Regions from separate parts of the Mus musculus genome. Here region 1 is linked to region 2. Evidence: chromatin contacts called from public HiChIP or PLAC-seq data. All regions are on one chromosome and are shown on one strand. The core of a region is the stretch at or near the end of the contact, and the rest is flanking DNA. Distances in the headings are between cores, read along the strand shown.

Region 1 (3,173 bases), core at 307-2,806, 970 kb after region 2:
AACAACCGTTCTTTACCTTAAAGCACCTTCTCCTTCGGGATCGGGGGCAGTTATGTGACCGGCATCACCCGAGAGTCCATAACCCAAAATTTCTGCGTAGATCCGAGCTCCTCTCTGAACAGCATGCTCATGTTCTTCCAGCACCAGCACAGCAGCTCCCTCACCCATGACAAAACCATCTCTCTCTGGATGAAACGGCCGGCAGGCTAGCTTAGGATCTGGGTTTGAGCTCAGAGCCCGGGCTCTGGAAAACCCAGCGAGAGATAATGGACTAATGCAAGAGTCTGTGCCCCCAGCCACCATCACATCTGCGTCACCATGGGCTATGAATCTAAAGGAGTCTCCCACAGCATGTGCACCTGTGGTGCAGGCTGTGGACACTGAGTGATTGGGGCCCTTGAGTTTGTAGCGAATGCTAACCTGGCCTGCAGCCATATTGATCAGAATCTTAGGGACAAAGAATGGGCTGACTTTATTATAACCTTTGGTCTGAAACAGCAAAGCAGTTTCAGAAATAACTTCAAGAGGAACCATGCCCATGCCAATGGCAACGCCAGTAGCCACCTGATCTGCTTCTCGTTTCGGATGCCAGCCGGAGTCTTTCAGGGCCAACTCTGCTGCCCCAACAGCCATGATGGTGGAAGAAGACATGGACTTGGCATCTGATTTGGACACAAAGTTTTCTTCATTAAACTGACCTTCATGTGGACCTCTTGGTACATAAGCAGCTACACTGCAAGGGATATTCTTGTACTCATCACCAACCACAGAAACAATTCCACTTTCTCCTCGGAGAAGCCGATCCCAAACTAGTTGAGTCCCAACGCCAAGTGGTGTCACTAGGCCAATGCCTGTGATGACAACTCGTCTGCGCAACATGGCTGCTGGCACAGTTCCATAAAATCTGTGTTTGCTTATTAACCAAGAATATGACGCTGGATATGGATGGGAGATTGTGGCTTTTAGAAAATGTTGCAAGCATTTTGACAACATGGTTGAAATTCAGAAGATCAGAAACACATTCCTGGAATAGACCACAAGAGACAGCAAGCATCATTTAAACGACAGTAGAATCTTACACACACCCTAGGTGTGACTGTGGTCACAGAGAAATGCAACCCTCGCTTGGACTTAACTTTTATTTGTAATCTATGAGGTCCTTCAGACTGTCAACTGATAGCTAGCTCACTGGGTTTTACAACGCCAACCCACCCTACAGGGGGCATCCTTCTTCAGGCTCACCGAAGATTACTGTACAGTGTGGACTGAGTCCATGTGGCATTTCTAAGATTAATGCACAGGAGGCCGCCTCAGGCCCATTCTGCCTTGTGCACTTTATCTACTTCCGTGTAGGGCAGATAACCTTTCAGGCGGTCCCGCCACAGCCCAGCACCGCCGTATTAGGAAGGCCGGGTGTAACTTCCCGAGCTCAGCGTTAGGAGCTCTCAGGGATTCACAGCCACGCGACGCCCTCCACCCCTACCCTGAAACCCGGGTGCACACTGCAGTCACTACCTGAAACAAGCCTTTGCGGGCGCCCACCGAGTGCGCATGCGCACTCATCCGCAGCGCAGCGTTTCCGCCCGGTGCCTGATGTCAGAGGTCAGACGCTCCGGCCAGAGCTTCCTCCGGGTTCCGGGTTGTGAGTGCCCCGCTCTAGCCTCAGAGCCTGTTTTGATCGCTTGGGAAACCTCACCTAGTCAACAGCGATAATGCCTAGATATTCCTGTGCTGCCAGAGAAGGGCGGCTGTCATTTCCCCAGGACATTCCGGGGAGGACCTATAGCTGTAGCCTCCCTGGTAGCTCTGTAGAAAATATTCATAGAACTCTTCAGAATGTCACCAAGAAACCGAGGTCGTTTGGGGAAACATCTAAATGCCACGTAGACAATAAAATAATACTATGGCTGAATACTTAGAAATGTGCAAAGACGTTGAGAATTTGTTAGGAGACGTTAGTTACAAAACTTTTAAAGGTTTGCAAAGAGATCAGATAATGGTACCGCTCAATTTCAGCACCTGGGCGGCAGAGGATCAGGAGCTCTGTCCTCAGCTGTGGAGAGAGTGCAAAGGGAGCCTGGGCTACCAACCTGAAGACTTTGTCTTTAAAATATAACAAAACCTAACGTCTGTAGTGATCTGCAGTGCTTATGGTGTCCCCTCTACCTCCATTTTTCCTTACCTTTATTTACTTTAGCAAATGATGTAAACAGCTACTTCTGTAACAATAAAAAGGGCTGACTCATGACAGGAAGTGACCAGAAGATTGCCCAATATCTGAAGTGGAAATTCCTGAGCTTACGAAAGTTTTACTTGCTCAGAGATAAATCTGTAATGGATAAGTAGGATAAGTAGCAACACAGCCAGGGGATGTCTATTAACTGTTCAAGTCTGTCCCACGTGTGAGCTTTGCTTTTTCTTCAGATAAAGGATAGACTATGCTATCTTGTAGTCATGATTATATATTTTCTTGTGGGCAATAACCTCTTCAGGCCATCGTTGCCACGTATGCTTGCTTTCCAAATGTAGAAAAGAATCTGAGGTAAGTTTAGCTATTTCCTCATTACTCCTGGATATGATTTATTGTCTACTCTGTCTAAAATGTTTAAGAAAATTCAACTTGTTCCTGATCCAGTAGCTCACCATTTGCTTAGTATGATCTCCCTGCAGTGAAAATTGTGCTGTTTCCTCCAGTACCTTTTGGCAATTTGTTTTACATACAAATTTCTGATCTCAAAAGGCATTGGGGTATGTGGACTGTGGAAGGTTAGCTGAAAGGGGAACTCTGTCTATGCAGCCATGGAGAAGTCATGTCATCATCCATGCTGCAGTGAAACTTTCTGGCCGTGCAGATGCCCTAGGCACTTACTCCTGTAAGGAACCCTTCACCCATGCTCTGAAGTAAGCTGAATAAACTTAGAGTGCCCTAAGTCGGACCTGGGGATTTTGCTTTGATTTATTGTTGTTGCTTTATAAAGAGGCTGGGTATTTGTTTACATCTTCCCAGGGAAAGAATTGTTCTCAAAACAATGCACCCACATAAAACGTGATATAACAAGACCATAATGTATATTTATATTTCTCTCTGTGATCATTTTACTTCCATCTGGAAAGGGTTAAGAAGTTTTTAAAATCATAATAACAGCTATATGTGAATTATTACCGTATTGTTT
Region 2 (3,051 bases), core at 178-2,677:
CTTACTGGACTGGATGAGTATTAAATGTGCCAATGTTGACTAGTCATTTAGCTTGGGGCCTGACGTGATTACTGATAATGATCTCTAGCAGATCTCAGAGTGGGCACTAGGCAGAGGAAAAGTGATTATTTCTTTCTCCCATGACATCCTACCATAATTTACCAGTACTTCACTGTCTTTCTTGTTTAGTGCAGAGTTGGTATGAGTGGGGACAGAAGAGAAGACCTTGCTAACTCCTTTCACCATAGACCCATGTCAGGAGGTGTCCCAGAAAAATAGGATAAATTTGAAAATTTAACCGGACTCTCTTCTTGTTCTACTCCTGATTACCTAGGATGTTCTGATCTTTATTTTATTTTATTTTTTCAAGAAAGGGTTTCTCTGTGTAGCCATGGCTGTCCTGAAACTCACTGTAGACCAGGCTGGCCTCGAACTCAGAAATTCACCTGCCTCTGCTTCCCAAGTGCGGGGATTAAAGGCGTGCACCACCACACCTGGCACTTGTTCTTATCTTTAAAACAACAACAACAAAGCCTGTGAGAAGAATGTAAGGAGCTGGTAAAGTCCTCAGGGCTCCTGGTTTCATCTCATGATTCCTATAACTCACGAATGTCAGTTTCAATAAGGTAGATTCTAACATTAACCTATTTACTGAGGATAAAAGTCAGCAGAGATTTGATACGGAACCAAAAATGAGTCTTATTTACCTTTCTAGAACAAATTTGTATTTTCTCTGTGTATTGATTAATCTGTTGCCGCCTCCCAATCTACATGTGTATCAGTTGTTTTTCTTATTTCTATAACCAAATGCCTGACAAAAACCATTGTCAGAGAGGAAGAATTAACTTTGGATCATGGTTGGAAGGTTAGTTATGTTTCTTACAGTTGTGACAATTTGCTCAATAGGAGCAACTTAGGCTGTGTCATTCTGTCATCCTGGAAGCAGCTATACAGACAAGACTAAAGACACTTCAATTCTGTTTGAGTTTACAGCAAAAATTAACCAAGAGATGAGTATATAGTCCACTGTAAGTGAGAAGGCACTCTAGTAGGGCTAGGTCTCCTCACCTGTATCTCTATAGAACCAGAAGCAGAAAATAACCTTCAGTGTCTCTAGTTTTACTGTTTCATTCTGGTCTCATGAGCTCCTACCAGAATAATGCATGCAGCTATGCTTAATGTTCTTTGGTCCTATGATCTACATAATCATACACTCACATTCCCAATCCAACTTTCACAACCCAACTTCTTGTTATCAAACTTCTGTGTTAGTTACTTTTAACATTTCTGCAAACAAATGCCAGGCAAGAAGCAATTTAATGGAGAAAAGCTGGCATTTGATTATAGCTTGAGGGTGTAGTCTATGAAAGCAGAAAGGGATGGTATAGTGTTTGGCTATTTTTTTCTCACCTTGTCACATCTCAACAAAACAGGATGTAGAGATGAGACAGGAAACATGCTTATGCTATAAACATAAAAGCTTATACTATTTGAAATATACTTCCTTTATCTAGACGCCAGACAACAAATTTCCAGAACCTTCCCAAACAATGCCCCCAGCAGTGGGAAAAATGTTTCCTACCTATATAATAAAATTAAGACAGTGAAAATTAAAAATTAATATAAGCCAACAATTCTTAGAAACTATGAACATTAACAATTGCTTCTTCCATAACTTATCTTTGGGAGGTTGACATTGTATACATCATTTTGAAAGCAGATACTCACTTATTTATTTATTTAAAGAGCGGTTTTGTGTTTCTTAATCACTATCTAGATAGAAATACACGTTACCTGGGACTACAGCCACACTCTAATGCATTTTCTCATCTGTCAACCACTTCAAGCTAGGATGCTGCTCTCATCATGCTGTGTTAACAGTGCCACAAGAGGAGTGAGTCTGAGCTGCTCACCTCATGTGTGGACCGGAAACACTAAGTTATGATTCAAGAATACTTCTACATGTCCCATGGGTACAGCCTGATCACAGAACTGTGCAACCTTAGTCAGGTCTGTGTAAACATTAAGTCACAATGAATTGGCCGGCTTACAAAGAGATGCTGGAAGATACTGTGCTGCAGCTAGAGCCATGTGAACAGTGTGCTGCTTACCTCTTTCCCATGCTGACCACTTCTAAGTGTGGTTTCTTCAGAATGAGAGCTGAGAGTTTGTCCACAGGGAAATGGCCCCAAGGTCTTTCATCTCACTCTCAAACTTTGTGCTTCAGAAACCACATCCAGAACAAAGAGCTTAGATCAAGAGAAGGATGTATTTCTGAAGGATGGTTGGCTCTGTATCAACTTCTGAGGTTTTGATGAATTGAAACATCAATTTTGAAGACAACCTGAAACTTGGGCTCCAAACAGTGAAACATGAATCTGTGTAGTTTTTATCTGAGAACAGCTCTCAGTTGTAACTGTTAAAATCTCTGTGCAGGTCTTGACCTTTAAATCCAGAGATTAAACAATCTATGTGACTAGCAGACCTCACTGAGCATTAGTAAGAGTGACTTTCCCCACACCTCATTGTGTCTAGACATAGATTTTAAAAAGCATTTTCAGACAACTGAGTGTAATGGAAGACAATCTTGAAAACTAATTCTGGAAGTCACATTTCATTAATGCCTTTGGTGGCAGCAGACAGGAGTGGTAACAGAGTATGATTTCACTTACAAAACCAAGCAGAAAATGAAATTCACATTGTGTAGCATTTGTATTCCTGGACATGAGTATTCTAAGCCAGTTTCTAAAACCAAGGGCACCAACCCTGGGGAAACATTAAACTGCCACAAAAAAGAAAATAATTAGTATTGTTCCTTGTAGTAGGAGTGAAGAAAGATCCTTACATAGGAAGCATAGCCTCTCTAGAAGGTAGTTCTGAGCTGTTATCCTGAAGGCTGTTGTAATGCTGCATTCCCCTAAGCTCCTGGCTAACTCCCTGTTTAGATAGTCACAGCTCCGGTTACCAGTATGTGTGCTATGGCAGTGCAGGGGTCAGCATATAACCAGAAAGGAAAGTGGCTCAAAGAAGGGCCAGGCAGAATTCTATCCA

The links. HiChIP or PLAC-seq counts read pairs in DNA pulled down with a chosen protein or histone mark.
Region 1: a contact with region 2 is called in an H3K27ac HiChIP or PLAC-seq map of thymic regulatory T cells, with 5 times the contacts expected there. The contact joins the promoter of Oxsm here to the enhancer-like site in region 2. A contact is called at or near these places in 3 of 39 promoter capture datasets (cranial neural crest, hippocampal neurons and pre-B cells) and 9 of 115 datasets of contacts at active chromatin or transcription factors (acute myeloid leukemia, astrocytes, double positive thymocytes and 6 more).

What each region holds. Positions count from the first base shown.
Region 1 is chr14:16,241,775-16,244,947 of GRCm38.p6, forward strand. It overlaps Oxsm (3-oxoacyl-ACP synthase, mitochondrial), which reads right to left and starts at 1,557. Exons shown (of 3, transcript NM_001359883.1): 1 at 1,516-1,557; 2 at 17-1,024. The coding sequence starts at 993.
Region 2 is chr14:15,271,139-15,274,189 of GRCm38.p6, forward strand. No RefSeq gene overlaps it. Among named protein-coding and RNA genes, the nearest start is that of Gm31658, 36 kb to the right of the region's middle. Within about 2 kb of position 1,428, at least 12 of the 459 cell types and tissues checked have an H3K27ac peak or open chromatin away from gene starts, as enhancers often do. A contact at or near this core is called in memory CD8 T cells and thymic regulatory T cells, where this site is marked.